Linked DNA regions of Mus musculus: region 1 is linked to region 2. The links are chromatin contacts, called in public HiChIP or PLAC-seq maps. All regions are on one chromosome and are shown on one strand. Each heading gives the region's core, a stretch centred on a gene start, on an enhancer-like site or on the middle of the called end of the contact. The rest is flanking DNA. Distances are from core to core; before and after follow the strand shown.

Region 1 (3,765 bases), core at 398-2,897, 640 kb before region 2:
CCCTTCCAGCATGCAGGCGGGGCATGCAGGCGGGGCAGAGAACTGACAAGATGAAGTAACCAGAACAGTTACTTCTTTAACAAACTCAAAATCCCTAGGACTTGCAGAACCGTGTGGGGACAGGAGGGTTGGGACCCTTTCCGGTCAGCCCTGGGAGGTTTGAGGGGGGGGCCTGGATGTGCCCACTGCCCTTCTTTCTGCATGGGCACACTGTGGTAATGGGTGTCCCTAAAACTGGCTCAAAGCCCTCTCGGTTCAAAGCTACCATGGTCTGTATGCTTTTGTCTAAGCCCAGGTATGGACCCCGGGGCTACCTCAAGCAAGCAGGAAGCTGGTTTGCCAGATAGTACCAGTGCCCAGAGTGAGCTAAAAACCACTTTGGCTGGTTAAGAGGTCTGAAACCAATGTCCTCTCTGGGCCCTGACCCCAGGTTGCCCATATGCCACCACATGATCCGAATCTTGGGCCGTTTTTAGATTGGTTGTCACTCTGTTCTGCCTCTATACACATCAGTAAGAGGGGGAGGATGAGGGGAAACTGTGACCAATGGAGGAATACCCGTTCTCTGGCTGTGGGGAGCGCTCACAGATCTCCTCAGTCACAGATGCCCTACTTCTGAGTTCCATGTGATGGAGACTGGGTCAGGGGTGCCTTACAATCCCTGTCTTTCAGGTGGTGACCTTATTTTTAGTACCAATTTGCAAGAGGTGAAACCAATATTTTGAGCATGCCCAGACACCTGCTGGGGTTAGCCAGCTGAGCGGTGAGGGGCTGCACCCTAAGCCTTTGCTTCTAACATTGAGAATCTACTAAGCAGCTGGGTAGAGAGGTACAGCCAGGCTTCTAATCCTTTTGCTCCAAAGTATCCCAACAGCCCAGAGCATCTCAGAGCGTCTTATGTCAAGGGAATGTCTGGTGGGGAGGCCCTTCCCATGCAGGCTTCCAGAAGGCCTGGCCCTATACAATGGTGTTCCAGGAGGCAAAGAACCTTCTGCAGAACCTCGAGATCCCAGCATCCTCCTCTTCCCGCACTGTCCCCATGGCTTGCGGGAACAGGCCTCCACATCTGGTAGGTAGAGGATTCTCAGGCTCTGAAGAACTAAGCTTCTCCAACTGCTGCCAGATTGAATGGGGCTGCAGCCCTCAGATCCCACCGGGCAAAGCCAGGCGCGCGGCCCCACCTGTCAGCCAGGACAGGGTCCACTAGGGAAGACTGGGGAGAAAGCCTGAGGATGCCTGAGCTCCTTTTATTTGGGATTTGGGAGGAGATTTGGTTCCCAGGTTGGGGGAGGGGAATGAAAGATGTCAGGGGCAAGCTGGGGACACCGCGCCGTGGAAAACAGAGTGCGAGGGCTTGCCAGGGCTGCACGAGGGGTGGGGGTAGGGCTCGAACCCCGAGGAAGGCCGCGGTCCCCTAGGGCCTGCCGAGGCGTGCACAGTGCACCAGGGTCGCATTTGCACGTAACGGGGGGTGGGGGGTGGTCGTCGCCGGCTGCAGAGGGCCTCGGGCCCGGGGCCTCACTCACCTCCTGAAGTCAAAGGGCATCGTGCCGCCGAGCCGGTGGGAGCGTTGCAGGCCAGGCGGGCCGCAGCGCCGCGTGGGTCCGAGCCCGCTGCCAACGCCTCCTCGGCCGCCCCGCCCCCGCCAGCCTGCCCGACACTCGCCACTCGCCTCCCGCCGCCGGGAAGTGACGCTCCACGCAGCCCATTGGGCGCCGCCACATCCACCGGCCGCCCCTTCCGCCGCCCCATTAAAGGGGCCCGAGGGCCCGCTGAATGGGAAGGCCCGAGAGTGGGATGCTACCCAAGCCCAGGTCTCCAAGACTCCCGCTTTGGTTCTTTTTGGCCTCTGATCTTTTTTCCTAGCGTAAGTGGGGCCTCAGGACAAATCGCTCTGCCTCAGGCAGTGGGTTTTGTGCTTGTAAAACAAAGCCATTGCGTTGTGAAGATCAGAGAAAAATGCTACAAATTGCGGGTCCATGCTTGGTGCTAGTTCTGGGTGAAGGTTAAAACTGGGGGATGGGCAACGCAGTCCTAGATTGAGAAAGTCCACCCACCTCCCACCCATCCCTTGCTTCTTAGGAAAAGCCATCTGGCTCCCGAGATCCACCACCACCCCTTTCTCTATCTGTATAACTGTTAATCCCACTTTTCAACTTTTCATAGGTATCAAAGGAGGTAGTTGGGGCCCTGCTTTAGTGAACAGCCTGGCATCTAGTGACAGCTTCTCCACCTGTTAGAGTTGGGCTTAGCTAGCCACTTCTATCATCTTTCTTCGGGATTGATGCCAACCAGTACTCGTTGAGCATCTACCAACCTGAAGTCAGGAACTTGCAGGGTTATCCAGAGGCTCTGAGTTTGCACGGTTAGAAATGGTAACATACCGCTGATTGCCCCTAGGAGCCTCCATTCTCAGAAACACAGAAGTACAGAGGAAAACCTCCCTCAACTTGCTGGGCTAGAGGAGGAGGCAGCTGAACTCTAAACTTTTTGTGATTGGCTGGTCTTAGTTGTCAATCTGACATACCTGGAAGAGATTGAAGAAATGGCTCCACTACATTAGCCTAAGGGCTTGTATGTGTGTAAAGTTTTCTTAGTTCCTAAGTAATGATGTAGGAAGGCCCAGCCCTCTATGGGTAGCAACATTCCTAGGATGGGATCCTGGGATCAGAAAGCTACTGCATATGAGCAGTGGAGCCCATTAGCAGCCTTCCATCCTCCACAGGTCTCTGCTTCAGTTTCTGCTTCATGGTTCTTTTTTTTTTTTTTTTTTTTTTTTTTTTTTTTTTTTTTTTTTTTTTGTTTGGTTTTTTTGAGACAGGGTTTCTCTGTATAGCTCTGGTTGTCCTGGAACTCACTTTGTAGACCAGGCTGGCCTCGAACTCAGAAATCCACCTCCCTCTGCTGGGATTAAAGGCGTGCGCCACCACGCCCGGCCCTGCTTCATGGTTCTTACCTTGAGTACCTACTTACCCAGACTTCACTCCCTGAAGGGCGTGTGGATGTATGAGCCAGATAAACCCTTTGCTCCCAGAGCTGCTTTGGTGGGAGTTTATCACAGCAGAGAAAAAGCAAACTAGGACACCCATGTAGGGGAAATCTGACTTCTGAACTTCCCTGGGTTCTGCTGCTGATGCCTTCTTCAAAGCTGCGATTTAAGACAACAACTTAAGGAGAAAAGTGGGGATCCAAGTTCAAAAGGCAGGATGGGCAGGGAGGCAGTGTCCTGACATAAAAAGCTCCTTGGTTTCCTGAAGGATAAGCGGGCAGCAAGATTCAGGGTCTGCAGTGATGGGCGATTCCACCAGGTTCTTCTCTTTCTGACAACCGGAATCCCCCTTCCATTCATTCATCCATTCATTCATTATTCATTCATTCATTCGTCATTCATTCATTCATTCATTCAACAAACACCCGCACCCCATGCTCTTATGTATGGGAAATGAGAAAGTTTTAGCCAGTCCTGGAGCCTGGGAGCAGCAGAAAGAAAAAGCATCCTGGGACCTTCTGGAACCACTGGGTACAGATAAACCCAAAACAGAAGTTGTATGGTGTGGGCAATTGATCTCATGTCTTCCCTTTTTAGAACATGATCCAGAGACTAGCTCTTGGACATCTTGGGGACTATTCTCATCTTTAGCCCAGATTCTCCTAAAGAATCTCAGATGTGCCCTTGAGCATGATCAAGGATAACAATGCCCAGCAGAGTAAATGACGATAAGACTGCCTGAGCTGGGCAGTGGTGGCGCATGCCTTTAATCCCAG
Region 2 (4,195 bases), core at 695-3,194:
GCTAACAAGTTGGTGCTGGGAACTGAACCCTGATCCTCTACTAGAGCAACGAGTGCTCTGAACTTCTAAACCAACTCTTCATCCAATCCCTCATTTTATCAGTTTCTTATACTTGTTTTTAAATGTGCATTGGTGTTTTGCCTGCACATTTGTCTGTGTGAGGGTGTCAGATCTGGAACTAGTTACAGACAGTTGTGAGCTGCCATGTGTGAATTCAGTTGTGAGTTGCCATGTGTGAATTGAACCCGGGTCCTCTGCGTGCACACATGCACACACACATGCACACACACACACACACACACACACACACACTTTATCTATTATCTGACAATGTTCAGGAAGTTTGTGTAAAAACTGTTCCAAGGTACAGTATATGTGTGACTGCAGCATGTGGAGGTATGTGGAGGTCAGAGGATAACTTTCAGAAGTCATTGCAGCCTTTCCCCCTGTTAAAATGGGCTTACACCAGGCCAGGTAGCTCTTGAACTGCTGGACAAATTCTCCTATCTTTACTTCCTTTCTTTCTTATTATAGGAGCCGGAGCTAGATGGAGATTACAGATGGTCAGTCACCGGAGGGAGATCGAACTCATACTGTTAGGCTTACAGTGCAAGAGCGTTGGTCCCAATCTATGTTTACGGTTTTTTTTGTTTTTTGTTTGGTTTGGTTTGGTTTTGGGTTTTTGAGACAGGGTTTCTCTGTATAGCCCTGGCTGTCCTGGAACTCACCCTGTAGACCAGGCTGGCTTCGAACTCAGAAATTCGCCTGCCTCTGCCTTCCGAGTGCTGGAATTAAAGGCGAGCGCCACCACGCCCGGCTTATGTTTTACGTTTTAAATTTTTTGCTATTTATGTGACTTGTGAATGCACTCTTAACCAAGAACGCTGTCCGTGGCCCTCCAGCCTTGGAGCTGGCCGACCGAGTGTGCACATGCAATGCGTTGCCCATCCTGGAGTTCACCGGGCCAACGCTGCTCAGTCGCTGGTCCAAGCCCTCAGGATCCGCTTTGGGAAGGATGTCCCCCACAAGAGACAGCTCAGAGGTGGACTTCAGCCGCCATCCTTGTGCCAAAACACTCAGTAGCGGCCCCGCCCACTCCGCAGCCAGGAGGAAGTCCCACCCCTTGGAACAGCCCACAAGGGAGAGAGGCTTGCCCCTCCAGGGCGAACACTAAGTGGCTGTCCCCGCCCTGCCCTCAGGGAAGGCGAGCCCCACAGTGTACGACGAACTTTGTTACTTCCCTTCTGGGTCTCTGTGAGAGCGGCCGGCCAACGCAGCTTGATAGATAACCTGCCCCCTTCCAACACCCTCCTCCCGGGACTCAGCTGAAGCAGGAGTTATCTCTACCCTTCCGCTTGTCCACGAGGGGGGAAGGGTAGACTTGTGTAATGTTTGACTCTTGATTGGCCCGAATTAGGAAAGGGGTGGGCCTAGGAGGTTATGATCGATGTTAGATGGCACAAATGCCTTAGCAGTAGTAGCCAATGGTGATGACGAGGGGGCGGGAGGCCAGGATGTTGCAGGTCGGTGCCCGGCTACTATGGCTCTGAGGCATCCTGCAGGAAGCAGTAGGGGTTGGGATGGACATGCAAGAGCAACCAATGATTTCGGAAAATCAGTGGGAAGTAGCCAATGGTCACAGCGAGGAGGCGGGGAAAAACGCCAGCCTCAGCAACACTGTGTACGAAATAGCGGGGACGGGACTTCAGTGATAGACAAGCATGTAGACCAACAGAAGTGAGAAAGAGGGTGGCAGCGGGCCAGTAGCAGTGGCGAGTGGGCAGGGCGGGGCGACCGTGGGCTGGGCGGCACCTTGTGTGGGGCGACGTGGGGGCGGGGCGACCGTGACGGCCAGGCTGCCAGGCCAATGGCCCGGAGAGGGCCGGCGGAGGGTGGCCAATGGCGGCGGCGCATCCGGGGGCGGGGCTGCGGGGCTGCGCGGTGCCGTGCGGGAAGCGGCGGGTGGCGGCGGCGGCAGCGGCGGCGGCGGCGGCTAGGAGGCTGAGGTGAAGCTGGCGGCAGCGGGGCGGGTGCACTGGGGGCGGTGGCCAGCGGGCGGGAGCATCAGCGTCCTGACCGCACGGCCGCTCACCAGCCTTCGCCCGCAGGTCTGGCGGCGGTGCCGTGGGCCGCGGTGCGGCGGGCGGGAGGATGGGCACCCAGGGCAGTCCAGTGAAGAGCTACGATTACCTGCTCAAGTTCCTGCTGGTGGGCGACAGCGACGTGGGCAAAGGCGAGATCCTGGAGAGCCTTCAGGACGGCGCAGCTGAATCCCCGTACGCCTACAGCAACGGTAGGCCGGGGTTGGCTGTGGGCGCGCGAGGTGGGAGCGGCCTGTCGCGGGAGCGGGCGGCCTCTGCGCGTGTCGCTGCGGTATCCTCTGGCCCTGCCTTGAGGAGCCGTCGGCAAGCGGGCGCGGGTCCTGGTGGCTACTAAGAAGTCACAGCAGCAGGTCTTTGGAGTCCATTAGGGCCTGGAATGGGCCGCGCGGCAGATACCGCACGACGGGCCCGGTGCTCACCGCACTGCCGCCGGAGGGGTTTGCTCAGAGACACCGCACCCTGTGCAGGGAGAAAATAGGTCTGCTGCGATGTGATTTTTGTTAACTTCCGGGTGCATGGCAAAAAATACACAAGGTAGATTGCATCACTGGCACTTGCCTGAGCTTGCCTCTTAATTTAGATATTTAAGGTAAAATCGTAGCTAACAGTGGGTGGGATTGGATCACAGGGGCTGCTGACTCCGGAGGAATTAATGTGCAGTGGGCCTGTCATCTTATATCACTGGACTAATTCTACCTTCCTGGTCGCTTCCCGAGTCCCTTTTACTCTGCTTTTTTACTTCATTCTCTGGGGTCTTGTTAGCCCTGTCTTACTGCTCTGAGTACTGGCGGTCTGGTAAATAACAGCTGAGTGTGTAGGTAAGACATCTACCACTCTTAGCAGTTAGGACTTGTCAAGGGTGATGACTGCCAGGACATCAGTGGAGGACCCTTCCTTTTGAACAGTAGCGCTGGATCTTCTCTGTAAGTCCTCCCCAAGCACCTCTCAGCTTCAGTTCACAGCAGGCATCTTCAGCGCAGGAAAGGAAGAGTCATGGTTTTACTTTGCAGGGTATGTGAAAAGACCTCTGCACAGCCAGGCAGCCTTGACTGGTATTTAACTGGGCGTCCCAGGGTGACAGCCCTGCTCAGAAAGGCTTTGGGGGGTTACCTTTCCAATGGGGGAGTGTGGGAAGGGCTGGGCTTGGCTTCAGAAATGCTTAGTGTTAACTTGTGCTTTGGAGAGACTGCTTGTCCCTGCTCCACTCTTCCTTTCCCCATCAGCTTCAACCACATATCCACACAGCCTCCTGCTGGATCCTCTTTCCTCCTCTCCTCTGTCAACGGAGTCTTGCCAGATTTCCTATGACGTGCTACCCGAAGTGGGGCCACTAGCACATAAAGAGTACAGAGGTGTGAGACTTACCATGGGCACTGTTCACCCACCCAGTGCTTTCACGATGCACAAGCTGTACGGCCCGTGTGGGTCCAGCAGTGTGAAGCACAGAGGCAAACAGCCTCAACAGCATGGTTCTCATGCTGGGTTGACATGCATACAGCACAGATATCAGGCCTTTGGGTCAGAGCATTGGGCCTCCTCAGAGAAGAGATTAGCAGTGGTAAAGCAGCTGGTTCTGGAGTGTGCGCACAGTGTGTATTTACTGTTTGAAAGAGCTGGACTTCTCGTTCTCTAAGTAGATAAGCGCATGATTCCTTTCTCTCACCATTATTAAACATCCTCTGCATGTCAGCCAAGTGCTGGTGGTGTAGTCCTTTAGTCCCTGTGCTGGGGAGCAGAGGCAGGCAGACCTCTGAGTTGGAGGCCAGTCTGTTCTATAGAGCAAGTTCCATGACAGCCGTGACTACCCAGAGAAACCATGTCTGGAAAACAGAAAGAGAACGTTCATTTTCACTTTTAGGTTTTTTTCAAGGTCCAGGGCTCCTCTGAGCAGGGTAGTCCCCACCTGGGAAGGAGTCTGCTGCTCCATATTGGCCCCTGATCTCCTTCTTGATCCCAGCTGGGTTATTTACCTGTCTCAACGTCTGGTCTAGCTTGTTCCTTGGGTGTGAACATCGCTCTCTCTGACTTTACAAACATGTGAGTCATCAAAACGACTTTTTTTTTTCTTTGATTAGCACTGACACCTGAAACAG

Evidence for each region. HiChIP or PLAC-seq counts read pairs in DNA pulled down with a chosen protein or histone mark.
Region 1: a FOXA1 HiChIP or PLAC-seq map of pancreatic cancer cells shows a contact between it and region 2. The contact joins the promoter of Ergic1 here to the promoter of Rab40c in region 2. A contact is called at or near these places in 2 of 39 promoter capture datasets (pre-B cells and stem cell-derived epiblast-like cells) and 2 of 115 datasets of contacts at active chromatin or transcription factors (memory CD8 T cells and pancreatic cancer cells).

What each region holds. Positions count from the first base shown.
Region 1 is chr17:26,559,394-26,563,158 of GRCm38.p6, reverse strand. Ergic1 (endoplasmic reticulum-golgi intermediate compartment (ERGIC) 1) reads right to left here and starts at 1,647. Exons shown (of 10, transcript NM_026170.3): 1 at 1,527-1,647. The coding sequence starts at 1,546. It overlaps 1700049J03Rik (a long non-coding RNA gene), which reads left to right. Exons shown (of 4, transcript XR_001782188.2): 1 at 1-1,069.
Region 2 is chr17:25,917,463-25,921,657 of GRCm38.p6, reverse strand. It overlaps Rab40c (Rab40C, member RAS oncogene family), which reads left to right and starts at 1,944. Exons shown (of 7, transcript NM_139154.2): 1 at 1,944-2,006; 2 at 2,109-2,293. The coding sequence starts at 2,152.